Linked DNA regions of Sus scrofa: all the other regions are linked to region 1. The links are chromatin contacts, called in public HiChIP or PLAC-seq maps. All regions are on one chromosome and are shown on one strand. The core of a region is the stretch at or near the end of the contact, and the rest is flanking DNA. Distances in the headings are between cores, read along the strand shown.

Region 1 (3,619 bases), core at 634-3,133:
TTATGGGTTCTAAGACTTTGCTTCCAAGAGGCAAATTAAAAAATTAAAAAAAAAAAACAATGAAAATGTCTTTCACACCTTCTTTCTCTCTCTCTTTTTTTCAGCATGGTACTGGTTGCCACTTCTTTATTCATCCATCTGGTAGAAATTTGGAGGGCACAGGGGAGACATAGGCAAAGAGTTAAATCCAGAATGGTCAGCCAAGGTAAGGGGCTAGGCCAAGTCCCAGAAGTGAGTGAGACTGGCATTGTTTTGAGAGTCAGGAGCAGTGAGAGGGCTTGAAGACTTCTGGCCCTAGAAAGGCAGTAGCCATTTGTGCCTCGTTGCATGCTGTGGACTAGGATGGAGGAGAGAATAAGGTAGCAGTGACTCAAGATTGTGGGGGGAGGAGGCTAGCAGCCAGCTTAGAGAAACCCAGGACACTGTGAGTGACCCCCTTCCATGACCAGGTGGATCCTTGCTCCCCAGTGTAGACCATAGCATGAGTACTGAACAGAACCCAGGAAAGGGGTGTCAGTCCTGGATTTGGCTCCCAGCTTGCCACTCACCAGCAGATGACTGTGAGCAAGTTGCTTCTACTCCATTTCTGCAGAGACTCTGTGATATGGACATGTGACTTTCTATTGCACTTGTGTGGCCTGGATTAGGTCACGATGCTCATGAGAGCACTGGGCTCACTGTGGGTGCTAGGGGTTCCTGAGATGCTGAGGAAGACAAGTGTAGGCTTTGCCTCCTGGGGAGTTCCTCCCTACCCCGTTATGCTGAGGAAGGGCACATTGGTTGACTCACATCTAACTGATGGGAAAATGAGCATGGTTTTTTACGTTGCTCCGTTTCCAGGCCCAAAACTATTAAACCTACCATTGAGAATTAGCTGGCACTAGCAATTTGTCTGTGTGGGAGTGGATGGGGGCGCGGGGTAGGAAGGGGGAGGAGCTGAACCGGGAAAGGAGGGGGAAGCACATGTACAAAGCCTCCATGCCTGGAAATGGATGTCACTGAAGTGAAGTTCCAACCTGATGAGGGAAAGAGAGAGGCCATCAGGAAGCTGGGCTGTCTGCACTGACACATCCTGTGGCCCAGAAATACATCCCAGTTTCTCTCGCAACCTCAGTTTCTCCATCTGTAAAACAAAATGCTACTTTCCCACAGCTTGAAAAGGCCTGAGGTTCTTTTCAGCCATGGGGAGTTTTCTAAGGATGGAGAAAGAGAAAGAAAAAGACTTCCAGGCACTGTCCCATTCCCTAGGGTCCGGGTCTCCTAAATCAATTCTGGAACCACTGCCTGGCGATGGTGCGAGAGAGAGCCAGAGGATTCGTGTACGTCGGTGAGCGTGCATGCGTGACAGAGGGCTTTTAAATGAATCACTTTGTATCTAGCGGGGCAGCACCTGCTCCTCAGCCTCCAAAGGCAGCCGGAGCAACACGATCATTCAAAAGCTACCGCTTTCCATTCACGTCTATAATTAGAGCACAGGCTGCGGCTGCAGCTGGCGCTACAGGGGGACGGGCCTAGGGGCGGGGCCTATCCCCTTAGCCCCTCCCCTTCGTCCGCTCCCCTTCCTTCCAGCCGGGTGTCTCCAGCGGCCCCTACCTCAGCCCCGCCCTGGGTTGGGAGCTTGGCCCTCAGTCGGAGGATTCTTTCTCTTATTGCCTGGACGCCGGGGGCCTCCGCAGCCTCACTTTGGGGTCCCTCCAGTGCAGCAAATAAGCACCTTGGGGCTGCGTGTCCAGGAGGGCAGCTATATGTGGGGTGGCATCCCCCTCACCCCGCCCCAGCGCTTCGGCGCCCCGCCCTCCGGGCTCCTGCTCGCTCCCCCGCCCTCCCTGCGGCCCCTCCCAGCCACCTCTCCCTCTGTCGCATTACATAGTAATCTGAGATGCTTTGGATGAGCTCCAGGGAACAGAATGTACTTGGCAGAGACGCGGGGCTTGATGTCTGCAAAATGTCGGAAACGCAGCCAAGAGCTGCTAACTGGGTCATTAACCTCCAAAAGCAAAGCGAGGACTGTAGGCCCGCTCTGCCTCCCTTCATCTCGCCAATAAAAGTGCCTCAGTGTGAGGGGAAGAAAAAGCCCAAGGTTGGCTGCTTTGATTTCTAGGCACCAAAGGCAGACTCGGCCCCTCCTCCTGACCTAAGCCCTCCAGCCGCCCCTGCATCGGGTCCCAGTGTACAAGCAGCCTTTGAAAGGCTGGGCCTCCCCGAGGGGGCCCAGCTAGAGCCTCAGGAAAGACATTACCCGGCAGCGCCTCCCTACTGCACAGCCTCGGACGCGTTTTATTGGGTCTGAGAGGAAACCTGGGAGTGAGATGGGAAAGGATTAAGGGAGAAGATTCTAGGTCCATCCCAGACCTCACAACTAGAATGAAGGGTTTTGCCTTTCCTCTTCTCCAATGATGCTTCCCCTTCCTCCTCCTCTCCTCCCAGTCCACCTCCTTCCTCTCCTCATTGCCTTTCTGAGGGCAGGCTGTGTGGTTGCCGCCTGTGTACATGGCGGGGCTCCAGGAGACTTGAGCTCTGTCATTTGCTGTGTGACCTTGGATGAGTCATCCATTTGTCTGCTCCTTAATTCCCTTCTATGTCAATTGCTGGCCACAATAACACCTTACTGACCTGTCTTGCAAAATTTGTGAGGCCCAAATGTGAATGTCACTCACAAATGGCAAAGCTCTGCTCAGCGTCACAGATACAGAGATAGTCTCCCTCTCTTGACTCCTCTGATAGCCCCAAGGTCCCAGCTTCTTCTGGTCTTGTGTATACTTCTGAAAAATAGGAATATAAGTAGTCGCACTATGAAGCTTCAAAGGTTTGAATGTTCACAAGGGGATAGCCCCTAAAATCCACCCCCTGCAAGCTGTCCAGTCCTGTTGGATTACCAAACAGACACTTCCCCCTAACTTCCAAACCCACTTCTCCAGCGGCTGGATGGAGAGAGAAAGTGCTGAAACCAGGAGAGGTGTGGTGCAGTTCCTCAAATGATGAGACTCCCTCGCCTGTTGGAGGGAAGACAGTTGACCTGGTGAGAACAGCAGCAGTCTGTGGTCTGTGAGTCTGGACATCTGGGTAGTCTCACCCCAAGTCCAAGTCCAAGAAAGCTGATTTGTGCAACCTCACTTAGGTAAGGAGGACATCTCACCCTTGGTGGTGTCCACACAATTAGAATCAAGGCCAGCCCGGCATCAGCACTCTTCTGCCCTGTCCTTGCCTGGTCTCCCCATGCCTGCCACTGTCACCACAGCAGTTCCACTCTGCTTCCTCACCATGTTCCACAGAGGCCTGTGCTCCCTTGCCCCTGTGCCTTGGCTTCTTTTTCTTCTTCCTCTTCTTCTTCTTCTTCTTTTTTTTTTTTTTCCGTAAATCACCCAGAAGACTATGTGACCTCTCACTACCAAACATTTAAATCCTTTGCATCCCTCAAAACTCAGCTCAAATGCCAGTTACCCTCTCTAGAAGTGATAGCTTTCTCTTTCAACTCTTGGGTCTTTTTAATAATGTCAGTATAACCAGCCAGCCCTGTGTTATGTCATCTTGATGCTTACATCCTTCTTATGGAGTGGACATTTCTCCATGAATGGGGCCCCTTCACTGCTGATATTAGCCCTGGAGGCTAAGGTGACCA
Region 2 (3,619 bases), core at 371-2,870, 850 kb before region 1:
CACCTGCCCACTACCACTTCTCCTGGAAACCACCTCCCCACTCTCCAAGCTTGTCACTTCCCGGGAGTTCCCGTTGTGGCTCAGCAGATTAAGAAACCCACTAGTACCTTGAGGATGCAGGCTCATCGAAGATGCTGCTCAGATCCTGCGTTGTTGTGGCTGTGGTGTAGGCCGGCAGCTGCAGCTGCGATTCAGCCCTAGCTGGGGGACCTCCATATGCCACATGTGCAGCCCTAAAAAGAATAATAATAATAGTAAAATATCACTTCCTGAACTCCAAGCCTTTCTGCACCCCAAATGTCTCCCCTCACCCCTGGCCTTCAATGAACACTGCTCTGGTCACCTATTCAAGAGGAATTTCCCTTTCTCTCAACTCTAAGAACATTTTCCCCATGATTTTCTCAGGGCTCCTAACTTTCTCCTTCGCATTTTGTTCACTGTGTGACTCTCATGGCTCGGCTTTGGACAATACCCTCGAGGTGGTGCCTTGGTGGGTGACACACAGGGTCACCTGTAGATGCAAAGGAACTGGCTTGAGGGACTGAGTTCATGGTCACGGGGAGAGCACAGGCGGCTGAAAGTTCTGCCAAGTTTGCTTTAGGTGGAGAGCTGGGCTGGCTGACCTGTTTCCTGGTAGCTCCAGGGTTTCATGCGTCTGTGCGTCTGCGAATAAGCAAAGTGAAAGGCCACACTAAGCATCTCTTCTGCTCCTAGCCCGTCTCAGGTTTAGGGAGATCTCTTAGGGATCAGTGCTTTAAATCACCCCTCACGGCTGCAGAGCTGCGCCGCTTCCAGGAGCTGAGGAATGCTGACCTGACCATGGTTTCCCTAGGAGCCTTCTCTGTTGCTCTACTGGCCAGCAGTGTTTTTCCTCTGCACCCTCCGAAGTCTCCCAGGCCCTCTGGCCTGCTGGGCACTGGTAAGGAGTCTGGAGAGAGTCGCCCTGCTCCTAGGAGTGCGCCAGTGCCAGTGGCCCGGCCCCCTCGGCACCAGCACCAGGCTTCTTTCTGCCCACTTTCTGCCTTTCTGCAACGACAGAACTCAGCGCTGGGAGTTCTGTGGTCACAAGGAGGAGACAACTGGGTGCAGGGCAGGGACGAAAGGCACAGAGCCATCCCTCCCCTCGCACACCCTGCAGAGACGGGAGAGGGAATTTGACTTGAGCCTGTTTTCGGGGTTATTCGGCATCAAACAGCATGGAGGCCTGAAATCTGGCCAAGGCTTTGTTTTGTTTTGTTTTTTTCCTTTCCTCCAATCAGCCCAGGGCACTGGGGAGTGGAGGGCACGGAGGGGGTGGGGGCTGCTCCCAGGCTGGGGCTGAGAGGGATTGCTGAGCCTGCAGAAGTGGCCCATTGAGAGCTCTGGCTCACAACAGAGGGGCGGGTGGCACCCCGGCCTACCCCCACAAGGGCAGCTCTGTCCTGTGGGCACAGGGCTCCATCCCAGCCCCACTGGCTGGGAGAGAACAACATTTCCTTATAAGGCCCCGACCGCCTTGCCAAGGCTGGATGCTCCGACAGACTGTAGCTTTCCATTCTCCTCGCAGGCTCCAGTGCAGGCCTTGAATGTAGCCCTTGTTGTCAGGCCCCTCCTCTCCTCCATGGCCCCCACCCCACCCGCTTCCATTCCCGGCCAGGGCCAGCCCTACCGAGCAGGATAAACAGCCCAGAGGCCTCTCCCACGCAGGGCCTGCCTGGTTCAGGCCTGCTGGAGGCAGCACAGGGTAGCAGGAAGAGCCACAGGACACTGGTCCAGCCGGCCCTGCAATTGCTTTCCCCGTGCCTGTGACTTCAGCAAAGGTTCAGACTTCTGTGAACCTGTCTCCTCATCTAGAAAGCTCAGATCTCATTGCCACAGGGTCCAAATTCTTTGCATTGCATTCAAGGCCCTTCCCCACCAGGCTACCTTCACAGCCGCAACTCTCCTTGCTACCCAACCCCCCCAGCCAGGTTCCCCAGACTCCTCTTCTCTTCCCCACCAGGCTTTTTCGGAGTTGTCTAGACTTCAAACAGGTGGAATGACCCCCAACCCCCCACCCCATTAAATGCCTGGGGAACTCCACTCCCCAGGGCAGGGCCCACTCCCCACTAAGTGTGCCTTCTTCCCCCCCCAAGGAAAAGTGAAGCATTTCTTTCTCTTCTCCCTTCCACATTTGCATGCACTTCTCTTAGAACCTTTCAATTTTGCAATTGCAATATGTTTACATGCCTTTTCCTTTATCAGATGATGAGCTTCCTGAGGCTCAAATGGAGCCTCTTTGTATTCCTGGTATATCCCTGTACCAGGTACCCAATCGCTGCTTCATGAAAGGTCATCATGAAAATATCTATATGTGCAGTGCTGGGCAAGCTCTAAAGAGACAACTGATGCACAAATATCTTGTCAACTGTAAAGTGCTGTGCACCTGTGAAGCGTAACATCTGTGTCGTGCTGCCCTCTACCCCAGTTATGCCATTATGACCCCTTTTTCTATCTGCCCAGTTCTGGATCCTGAATTCTGAGCTTACTGCAAGCCCTCAGATGTTTAACTATCTAAGATAGTACTGGTCCTTAATGCTGGTGTTGGGGACTAAAGGGGTTTCTGGGAGTTAGCCAATCATTTCCATACTGCCTTCCATGAAGAGGTCACACAGCAACACAAATGGAGTAAATGAAGGGGCTCTAAGTCCTCAGCCCCCTGTACTTTTACATTTATACATCCTAGGTTCCCACAGCATTCTCAGGAAAAAATAATAAATATTAATAATAATAATACAATGGCTTTCAAAGTTAGAAGCACATTGATAAATCCAAGCCCAACATGTGACAGTTGAAGCAACTGAGCTTCAACTAACAGAAAAGTGGTTTTCCTAACATCACACGAGTCACACACAGAATCAGGAAAAACCTGGGGTCCCTAACTCTTGCCCACTAAAGCCTTGCCCGAAATTGTTGCCTGCTTAGGGCTGAGTAAGGATGGAGGTAGCTGCAGGTCCTATCAAGCTGAGTTCTTCTGGGTTTGGGATGTGTCCAGCTCCAAATTACGAATTCCAGTTTCCACTAGAACAAATCTTTCTGAAATAAGGATTCTGCAAATTATCAGGTCAGTGATTTGCAAACACAGCACAGCTAAGTACTGTAATAAGAATCTATTCCTTACCATCCTAGCAACAATTTTAAAGACAAAAATCTTATCCCAGGATGCAATGCCTTTTTTCCTATCCATGTACTCATTTTCTCAGAGATAATGATGACAGTACAAAGCCCACAGTTAATCATGAACCACATTCTAATACTACTATTTGCAACAGAGCCAAAATTAAGTTTTTGGTGGGTCTGCCTTCAGCTGCATCCAAGAGGATTTAGTTACTTGAACACCAAAAAATCTCATTATACTGAGGTTTCTTCTAGGAGATACCTAAAGGTAGACCCTGCAGGAAGCAAGAAGTAGAAGGGGAGTTCCCACTGTGGCACAGAGGGTTAAAGGAGCCCATGTTGCCGCAGCTGTGGCATAGGTCACAGCTGCAGCTCGGATTCAATCCCTGACCTGGGAACTTCCATATGCTATGGGTGTGGCCATAAAATTTTTTAAAAATCTAAAAACAAACAAACAAAAAAGAGAAGTAAAAGGAACTCTGGG
Region 3 (3,619 bases), core at 315-2,814, 750 kb before region 1:
ATCTCCCCAGGCACCCCCCTCCATCCATGGTCCCCCACTGGGACCCCCACAACCACACGTGCCATTATCCTATTCCATCCCTATCATACCCAGGAATGTGTGAATTCAAAAACTTTGCACAAAAAAGATGCTTGATAAAAGGCAGGAGCAAAAATGTTTCTGCATTTTTTAATTCTTGGTTAAAAAAAAAAAAAATCCCACCAAATACCCCCAAAAGCAAGTTTTCTAGGTTTCATGAATTAGTAACTCACTGGGTACTCTCACTATTTATTAATAGGAATTAGAAGATCAGGGCCTCCTTGTTGAGTGGAAAAATCATGGGATTAGTCAGGGGACCTGGATGGGGGAAGGTGGGTTCAGGTGTTTCGTTCTGTTGCTTATTTTGTGTTGGGCAAGCCTCTTTACCCGATTTTTTCCTTAAATGGAAACAAGGGACTACAATTTGTCCTAACAAAAAAACATAATATGCCAGTGAGAAAAAAGTGCTTTATCACGTGCTGAGGTGAGGAATGATTAGACATCAGTAGGATAGAAATACAAGGAAACAAAGTCCCCAGCCTTAGAGTGCCTTCCAGGCAATGGCTGCTGCCCCTTTCCTAACCTTTTAACATAATAAATGGTGGCTCTCCTGGTTGCTCACATTTAAATGTCTGAGGAAAAATATCCAACCCCAAACTTCCAGTATCAGGTCTGCCTTTATTCAAACCAGTTCACCCAGTTTGCAAACTTTTTTGAAGCTGGAAGCACCCAGTAAGCTTTCTGGGTTTCCAGTCAGGGCTGTGAAGTAAATGTTAAACTCCTGGGGTTCATTTATTTAAGCAAGAGACAGAGGAAGTTGCCTTGAAGCAACTAATTGGTATGGCTATTCAACGCTCACTGGCAGTCAGAGCCTTCTAGGAACTGACTTCATCGCGGCCCAGGCAAGTTCGGAATCTCTGTCTAGGGTGGTCCTTGTAGCCCGAAGACATTTGGTTCACTGCTCTGCAGGAAGCAGGGAGCCAGGGTGACGGGAACAGGGCTGGAAAGATGAGCATCCGGGTCTCATGCCTGGATCTGTGGAGTACATGACCTTGCACAAGTCACTTCTCTTCTGAGGGCTTCGGTTTCCCCATGTGTGTAGTGGACGGGTTGGAAGTTGATGTTGGTGCTCTGACATCCAGTACTTTTGAGCCTGGCTGGGAATTCGGGGCGGGGCTCAAGAGCAAGTCTCCGAAGGGGATTCAAAGGCTGGATCTGGTTTGCTCAGGCTTACCGCCCCCCCTCACCCCGCCAATCTGGCGCCCTAAACAGTGGACGCGCTTTCCCCCATTTCTTCAATAGCCCCTCACCCCGGCAGTGTCCTCCTTCTTCGTTTCCTTCCTCTTCCTCCAGTGCAGGCAAAGCCTCCACATCTCCCTCTTTCCTTCCTCCTTTGCAAGCTCCCCGCGTCTTCTCTCCCTCCCAGGAAATCAACGGCCCTCGGGTGCACCCACCTTGGAGCAAGGCCATGGCTCGCGGAGGGCGCCCCCTCCCCCGGCGGCGAGCGCGGCGCGGCGGCCCCGCGGGCACCCGCCTTCCCATACCTTACATGGACAAATGCGTGCAGGCAAAGTCAGGAATTCAGGCCCCTGACGTCAGCCTCCAGCTCTCAGGGCACCGCACGGGAGACCGAGGGGAGGGGGTGGGGACGGTGGGGAGGAAGGAGGGGGAAAGGCACCAACCAGCAGCCGCTCCAGCCCTGCCGAAGTTTCACTTTTTGTCTGTGGGTTCGCTCCCGGGCCCCGCGCGAGCTTTCCCGGGATAAGTAGCTTTAGGAAGCGGGGGAGAGCCGGGCGCTGTAAGGTAAGGGCTGGCGGCGCGGCGCGGGGCGCGGTGCGGGGCTCGGGGCCGGGCCTGGCCGGGGCTGGGGACAATAGGAGGGGGAGTGCCCGGGCACCTCCTCCTTCGCCGCTGCCTCCGCCTCCAGCCGCCGCTGCCGCCGCCGCTGCCCCGGTCTCCTCCTCCCCGAGGTATTGCTGCAAATCCTCCTTCCTTCCCCCCCACCCTCCGCCCGCGGGCGCCTCGGGAACCCCCAGCCCTCCCCGGGCGCGAGCGCCTCCGGGGTGGCAGGAGCGCGGGCCGCAGGGCGCCGAGCGCGCGTCCGGCCCGGGCCGCAGGGCCCGCCGTGCGGAAGTGCTGGCCGCGGCGCGATCACGGGGTGCATGCGTGGGGGAGGGGGACCCCGAGTTTTTCGGGAAGCGTTGGCCCGGGGTTGGGCGGGGTTGGAGCCCTTCCCTGGGCGCCCCCTGCCCGGGCTTTTCAGGGCTCCCAGGGGGCGGGGCCACACCCAGCCGCTTAGAGCTTTCGCGGAATCACAGTTGTCACAGTGGAAGGGGCCTAAGAGTACAGGCTTCGAGTTCCCCCATTTTCCTGTTGAGGCAACTGAGACCCAGAGAGAAGGAGAGCCTCCCCCAAAGTCACTTATTAGAAGCCGGGCCATAATTAAAATAGATGGCTCCCAACTCCTAGGTCTTTTTTTTCAAGCATTTCTTCCTTCGGCACACACTGGTGCGGGCGCTGTACTGGGTTGTAGGGTCCTAGAGGCATTTAGGGCCCAGACTCTGACCTCAGTGGAGCGCTCAGCTGAGGAGCCAAGCCTGACCCAAGGTAGACGATGCTAAGTGCTGGAGAAAAGGCACGAATAAAGTTTGAAGGGGCTCTGGATAAAGGATTTGCTTTTCTGGTTCCTAAGGAGGGGTCAGAGGCTTTTGAAGGGTGGAGGGTTTTCTGAAGCCAGTCAGGGACAAGGGCAGAGGCCATTTGCAAGAGAGAACTGCAGAGCAGAGAAGACTAAATAAAATGTGGAGAGTGGAGATGAAGCTGTAAATGTTACTGTGCAAGGAGGCAGGGGCATGAGGTTGGACGGCCGGGGGTGGGGGTACATGAGATGAAATAATCAGTGGAATTGTGCCTCAGTTCTTGAACGGAGGGGTGTCTTTGTGACTTTGGGGTGCTAGAGGTGCTGAAAGATCTCTCCGGCTTCCCTTTCCTTCCCAGGGATCCAAAGCCATCTGGCCCTCAACACTACACGCAAAAAATGTAGGTTCGTTATTTGAGCTTCTTTACTTGTACCAGAGTCACTTAACTTTGTATCCATCCCCTCTCTCTTTTCATTTCCTCACCCTTTTCTAAATTGCTTGCTTTCCAATAAAACTCATTCTCACTAAAGTGTTAGTGACTTAGTGGCCTACCTCCTCCAGCACAAGTGCATTTTAAGAAAGCTTTTAAGTGGTAGGAGGGAAAGCAACTAACATCCTCCCTTCCCCACATCTTCACCCTCCCAGCTCTTAGGGGTAGGGAAACAAAAAAAAAGGTTCAGCGAAGGTGGGTGCTCCTTCTAAAGCCTGCAGTAAATAATGGTAGACTATGGAAGGCCAGAACTCCCTGGAGGGTTCCTTCTACCCCATGACCAGCCTTCTTCCTTTCAAGGTCCCTACCTGCACCAGGGTCAGTTAAAAGGAATAATGTGTATCATATTAAATCTTTACAAGGCAGTTCCCCAACCCCAACCCCAGGCCTTTACAGTCAAGAATGTAGACTCTAGATGGGTGACAAGTAGTTGGAGTTAGCTGTCTGAATGATAGGGGTGCAGGCCTGGGGC
Region 4 (3,619 bases), core at 298-2,797, 640 kb before region 1:
GGAGTGAATTGGGTCTCACTTTTCCTTTTCCTCTTTAGGAGGTTGGAGCTGATTTTTAAAATGAGGTGGGGGAGGGAGGTGGAGCTTGGAGAAGGAAAGTGAAAACTGTTTTCTGAAGCCTTCTTTTTGCCAAGCAGCTCTTTAGAGAGAAAGTTAGAAGGAGATCCTGCCAAAACTGACCAGAGGCATTCAGACCAACTTGTTGTTTCTCTCATCGTTGTCCTGGTTCTCTCCCAGCCCTATTCTCTACTCCAGATACCTTCTTTCCTTCTTCCTTTTGTTTTTAAACATGTAAGTATTAAAGTGAGAAGCTGGGGGATAGGGGGGCTGCAGCATTAAAATGAAACACAAAGTAAGCAATACATTTCAATCTTCAGTTATAAAAATGATGTTTTAGATTTATTTACCCAATCTGTTTCCTGCTGGGAACTTCTTCTCCTGCCACTGCTCCTCATTTGTTTCCCAAATTTCTACCCACTTTCCGACTCAAAGCAGGAGAGGAGACTCTGACCACACAATGGGATTTGAGAAGGGAGCAGGGCAGCTTTCAAGTGCTGACTCTAGAGGCAAATTCCTGGCCTTTTTCCTTCTGAAGATTTTTCAGCTTTTTTTTTTTTTTTTTTTTTTCTTTTAAGTCTCTTGAAAGTTTACTACTAAAGACCCTTCGCTGTGGAAGGCACAGTTTCCATGATGGACCTGCATTGACTGTGTCCTTGGTGTTTGCAGGCCTCAAGCTACTTTGTAGGGATGCTGAGATAGAAAAATTGGACCTCTGACGGCAAGGGCTTGGGGTGTGTGTGTGTGTGTGTGTGTACATGTGCACTGTGGGTGCTGTGGGGAGACTGGTTTCTGGGGATGGAGGGTGGGCCAGGCAGTAGGTAGATTGTTATGTTCATACCTGAAGATCACCTGGAGACCTGCTGTAAACTTATCAGTGACACAGGGAGGGCAGAAGGTTCTGTTTGTTGCCACTGGGGAAGGCTTCACTGAGGGTGTGGTGTTGAAAGGTCTTGAAAGATAGCTAGAACTTCAATAAACAAGGAAGAGAGACGTGCTTTCAAGACAAAGGGAATGGGGAAGACAGAAAGCGGGGAGTGGCAGGCTGCGTGTGGAAGGTATGTGAAGGTGAAGCATTGATGTCAAATCATAGAGGTGATAGATGCCCCCCATCATGTGTTTGGGGCTTTTCCCCCCTGTTAGCAGTAGGGAGAGTTATGTGTTTTAGAAAGAGCTGTGATAGGATTTCTGTGGTGTGTGTGTGTTTGTATTTCGTTTTACTTTTACTTTTTAACTTTCTGAGCCTTTTTAGGAACTGTGAGGCAACCTTAGCTCTGGGAAGTGTTCACTACCTGTCTCTCTGTCTTGCCTTTCCTTTTCTGGCCTGGCTTGGTGCCTTGTCAGGCTTCTGATAATGAAGTGTGTCAGGGCTGGCTCCTGGGAGCCATGCGAGCAGACCCTGGGCTCCTTCTCCAAGGTTCCGGGTCCTTTATCCTCCTCCTTTCCTCTTCCTCCTCCTCTTTCTCTATCACCACCCCCAGCAGCAGCAGCAGCTCTCCCCTCCCTAAAATAAATAAACCAGTCGCTCCAAGAGGTTCCAAGCACATTAGTCACATATCCCAGAAGTTTAATACAGAATTATTTTGACAGCGAGAACAAGAAGTGTTTTCTAGTTGAACGCACAGAACTTGCTTCTTCCAACTGGGCTTTCTGCCGCAGAGACAGATGATATGTTTTTTAGATGGAATCGGCTGCGCAGGAGACTGCGTCGCTTCCCTTGGAAACATGACAAACTGCTCACTACCAAAAGTGGTCCGGGAAATTATGGGGGTGGGGGAAGAGAAGAGAGAGAGAGATCACATCCTTGTTGAGAATATAACTTTCTCCCTAATAACTTCAGTCAGCCACTTAGAGCTTCTATGTGTTTATTTATTTATTTGGCTGCCCCTGGAGCTGTGAAGTCCTTTTTAAATCCTGGGCTTATGGGTGTTCTAAAAGATGAGGACAGCTCGAGTTATTGCAATGCGGGTGGCTCTCCAAGCATTCCAGTTGAATAGCTCTTCCAGAAATATTTCTTGACTCACTAATTTAGCACTTTCTGTTGCTGTTACTAAGCAGATTGAAGAGTCTTCCCTGTGATTTCACCAGACTACTCTAGGGTTGACGTGTATCCGATTATTCCTATCTGGCCCATGGAGAGATGGAGGAATGCAAAGCTGAAGTCCACTGGCGCCCAAGAGGGCCTTTTCCCTGTCTTGCCAGAGCGCTGTCTGAAGAGTCAGGGAAAAGAAGAAAAGTGTGTGTTTCTTTCCCAGCTTTGCTCTTCTCCTTTAGCGCCCCACCTCCAAGTTCTTCCTGGGTGGTTAACCTGGGCAGGAAGACCCAGAGCTGAGCATGGAGGAGAGACATTAAGGAAGTTCCAGACCTGGGATACCCATTCGTTCTGGCTCCCATTATCCTTCCCCTCTTGATTCTCAAATCTTTCTAGAGTTACAGCCTTATTGGGGGTTGGGGGTAGCGAGCTGACCTCTCTAATTGCAATGCATGCTCTCTGGAGCTCTTTTAACTTTCTCTGATTGTATCTCATTAGCCCCTCATTCCAAGGCCTTCGTCCAAGAAATGTCTTTGTGGTCCAGACATTGACTGGCTGTATGACCTTGGTCAGTAGACTCATTGGGCCTTGGTCTTTTCAGAAACTTTTTGTTTATGGAATTCTTTCTTAAACCCCTTGTGAATTGTCATCTGAAACCCCAGTACAGGTTTCCCTGCTATCTGAAAGTGAGAGTGTTCCTATGACACATTTTGTGAGCTGAAAAGGAGTCAAGTGCAGAAGCAACTGCAAACTCTGAATGCTATTTTTGCTTTTTGCCATTTTTTTTTTTTTTTGTAAGAACGAATATCCTCTTTGGCTTTCTTTTGGTCAATGAAACAGATACTAATGTAAGCCTTTTCATAAAAGCAAAGTGGTGTAAAGAAAATTTTTGAAAGGTAAATGATACCTTTAAAATAATCAAAGTATAATTATATGGTGGCACTGTTATGTCATTAAATGGTTAAATAGGCTTCCATCTAGGGCTGAGTTATGGTCCTAAATTCTGTGCCTCTGTGGAACCCACTTTGAAAGCCACTGTATTGGAGGTGCTTCAAGCTTCTGTAAGCTTTCTGCCTCTCTGGACATCTCTTAAGGTTGAGAAAGTGGCACCTGTACCGATGAGGAAGATGGGCCCAGAGGGAGACTTGGCCCTTCTGGTTTCCCTACACTGGCTGTGAAATTCCATGTGATGAAGGCCTTTTAGCCTGCTCACTTTCAGTGATTGTTCTCAGGGGTTTGTCAGCTCCTAGGCCTCCATCCACACCTGGGCCTGGTCACGTGCCTGGTCAGCACCTCCTTATTATTCATTATATAGTATTGAGTGGTCATCTCAGTAATTTCTTCCCAGAGCCTCTGTCTCAGGAACATTTATGAGAGGAGTAACATTGTATTCAAACCCCTCTTTTTCTTTTTAAAGAGCTGAGTTTACTTTTTATAAGAAAAGTATTCCTCCACTGATACTTATACAGTACCTGCATTTGTATGACACTCAATTATTCCCCAAAGAAGTTTCTGACCTTTATGATATAC

The links. HiChIP or PLAC-seq counts read pairs in DNA pulled down with a chosen protein or histone mark.
Region 2: a contact with region 1 is called in an H3K27ac HiChIP or PLAC-seq map of skeletal muscle, with 9 times the contacts expected there. The contact joins the enhancer-like site here to the promoter of TPRG1 in region 1. A contact is called at or near these places in 5 of 47 Hi-C or Micro-C datasets (alveolar macrophages, brain, embryonic fibroblasts and 2 more) and 2 of 2 datasets of contacts at active chromatin or transcription factors (alveolar macrophages and skeletal muscle).
Region 3: a contact with region 1 is called in an H3K27ac HiChIP or PLAC-seq map of alveolar macrophages, with 7 times the contacts expected there. The contact joins the promoter of LPP here to the promoter of TPRG1 in region 1. A contact is called at or near these places in 2 of 5 promoter capture datasets (fetal skeletal muscle and liver), 9 of 47 Hi-C or Micro-C datasets (brain, embryonic fibroblasts, fibroblasts and 6 more) and 2 of 2 datasets of contacts at active chromatin or transcription factors (alveolar macrophages and skeletal muscle).
Region 4: a contact with region 1 is called in an H3K27ac HiChIP or PLAC-seq map of skeletal muscle. The contact joins the enhancer-like site here to the promoter of TPRG1 in region 1. A contact is called at or near these places in 10 of 47 Hi-C or Micro-C datasets (brain, embryonic fibroblasts, fibroblasts and 5 more) and 2 of 2 datasets of contacts at active chromatin or transcription factors (alveolar macrophages and skeletal muscle).

The regions. Positions count from the first base shown.
Region 1 is chr13:126,528,078-126,531,696 of Sscrofa11.1, forward strand. TPRG1 (tumor protein p63-regulated gene 1 protein) reads left to right here and starts at 1,884. Exons shown (of 7, transcript XM_013982282.2): 1 at 1,884-3,118.
Region 2 is chr13:125,682,376-125,685,994 of Sscrofa11.1, forward strand. No RefSeq gene overlaps it. Among named protein-coding and RNA genes, the nearest start is that of LPP, 98 kb to the right of the region's middle. Within about 2 kb of position 1,621, at least 46 of the 83 cell types and tissues checked have an H3K27ac peak or open chromatin away from gene starts, as enhancers often do. A contact at or near this core is called in brain, skeletal muscle and subcutaneous adipose tissue, where this site is marked.
Region 3 is chr13:125,780,809-125,784,427 of Sscrofa11.1, forward strand. It overlaps LPP (lipoma-preferred partner), which reads left to right and starts at 1,565. Exons shown (of 11, transcript XM_021071250.1): 1 at 1,565-1,821. LOC106508360 reads right to left here. Exons shown (of 3, transcript XM_021069821.1): 2 at 1,701-2,319; 3 at 1-1,171. The coding sequence ends at 974.
Region 4 is chr13:125,889,869-125,893,487 of Sscrofa11.1, forward strand. The region is part of intron 2 of LPP (lipoma-preferred partner); the gene reads left to right. Among named protein-coding and RNA genes, the nearest start is that of LPP, 110 kb to the left of the region's middle. Within about 2 kb of position 1,548, at least 39 of the 83 cell types and tissues checked have an H3K27ac peak or open chromatin away from gene starts, as enhancers often do. A contact at or near this core is called in embryonic fibroblasts, skeletal muscle and subcutaneous adipose tissue, where this site is marked.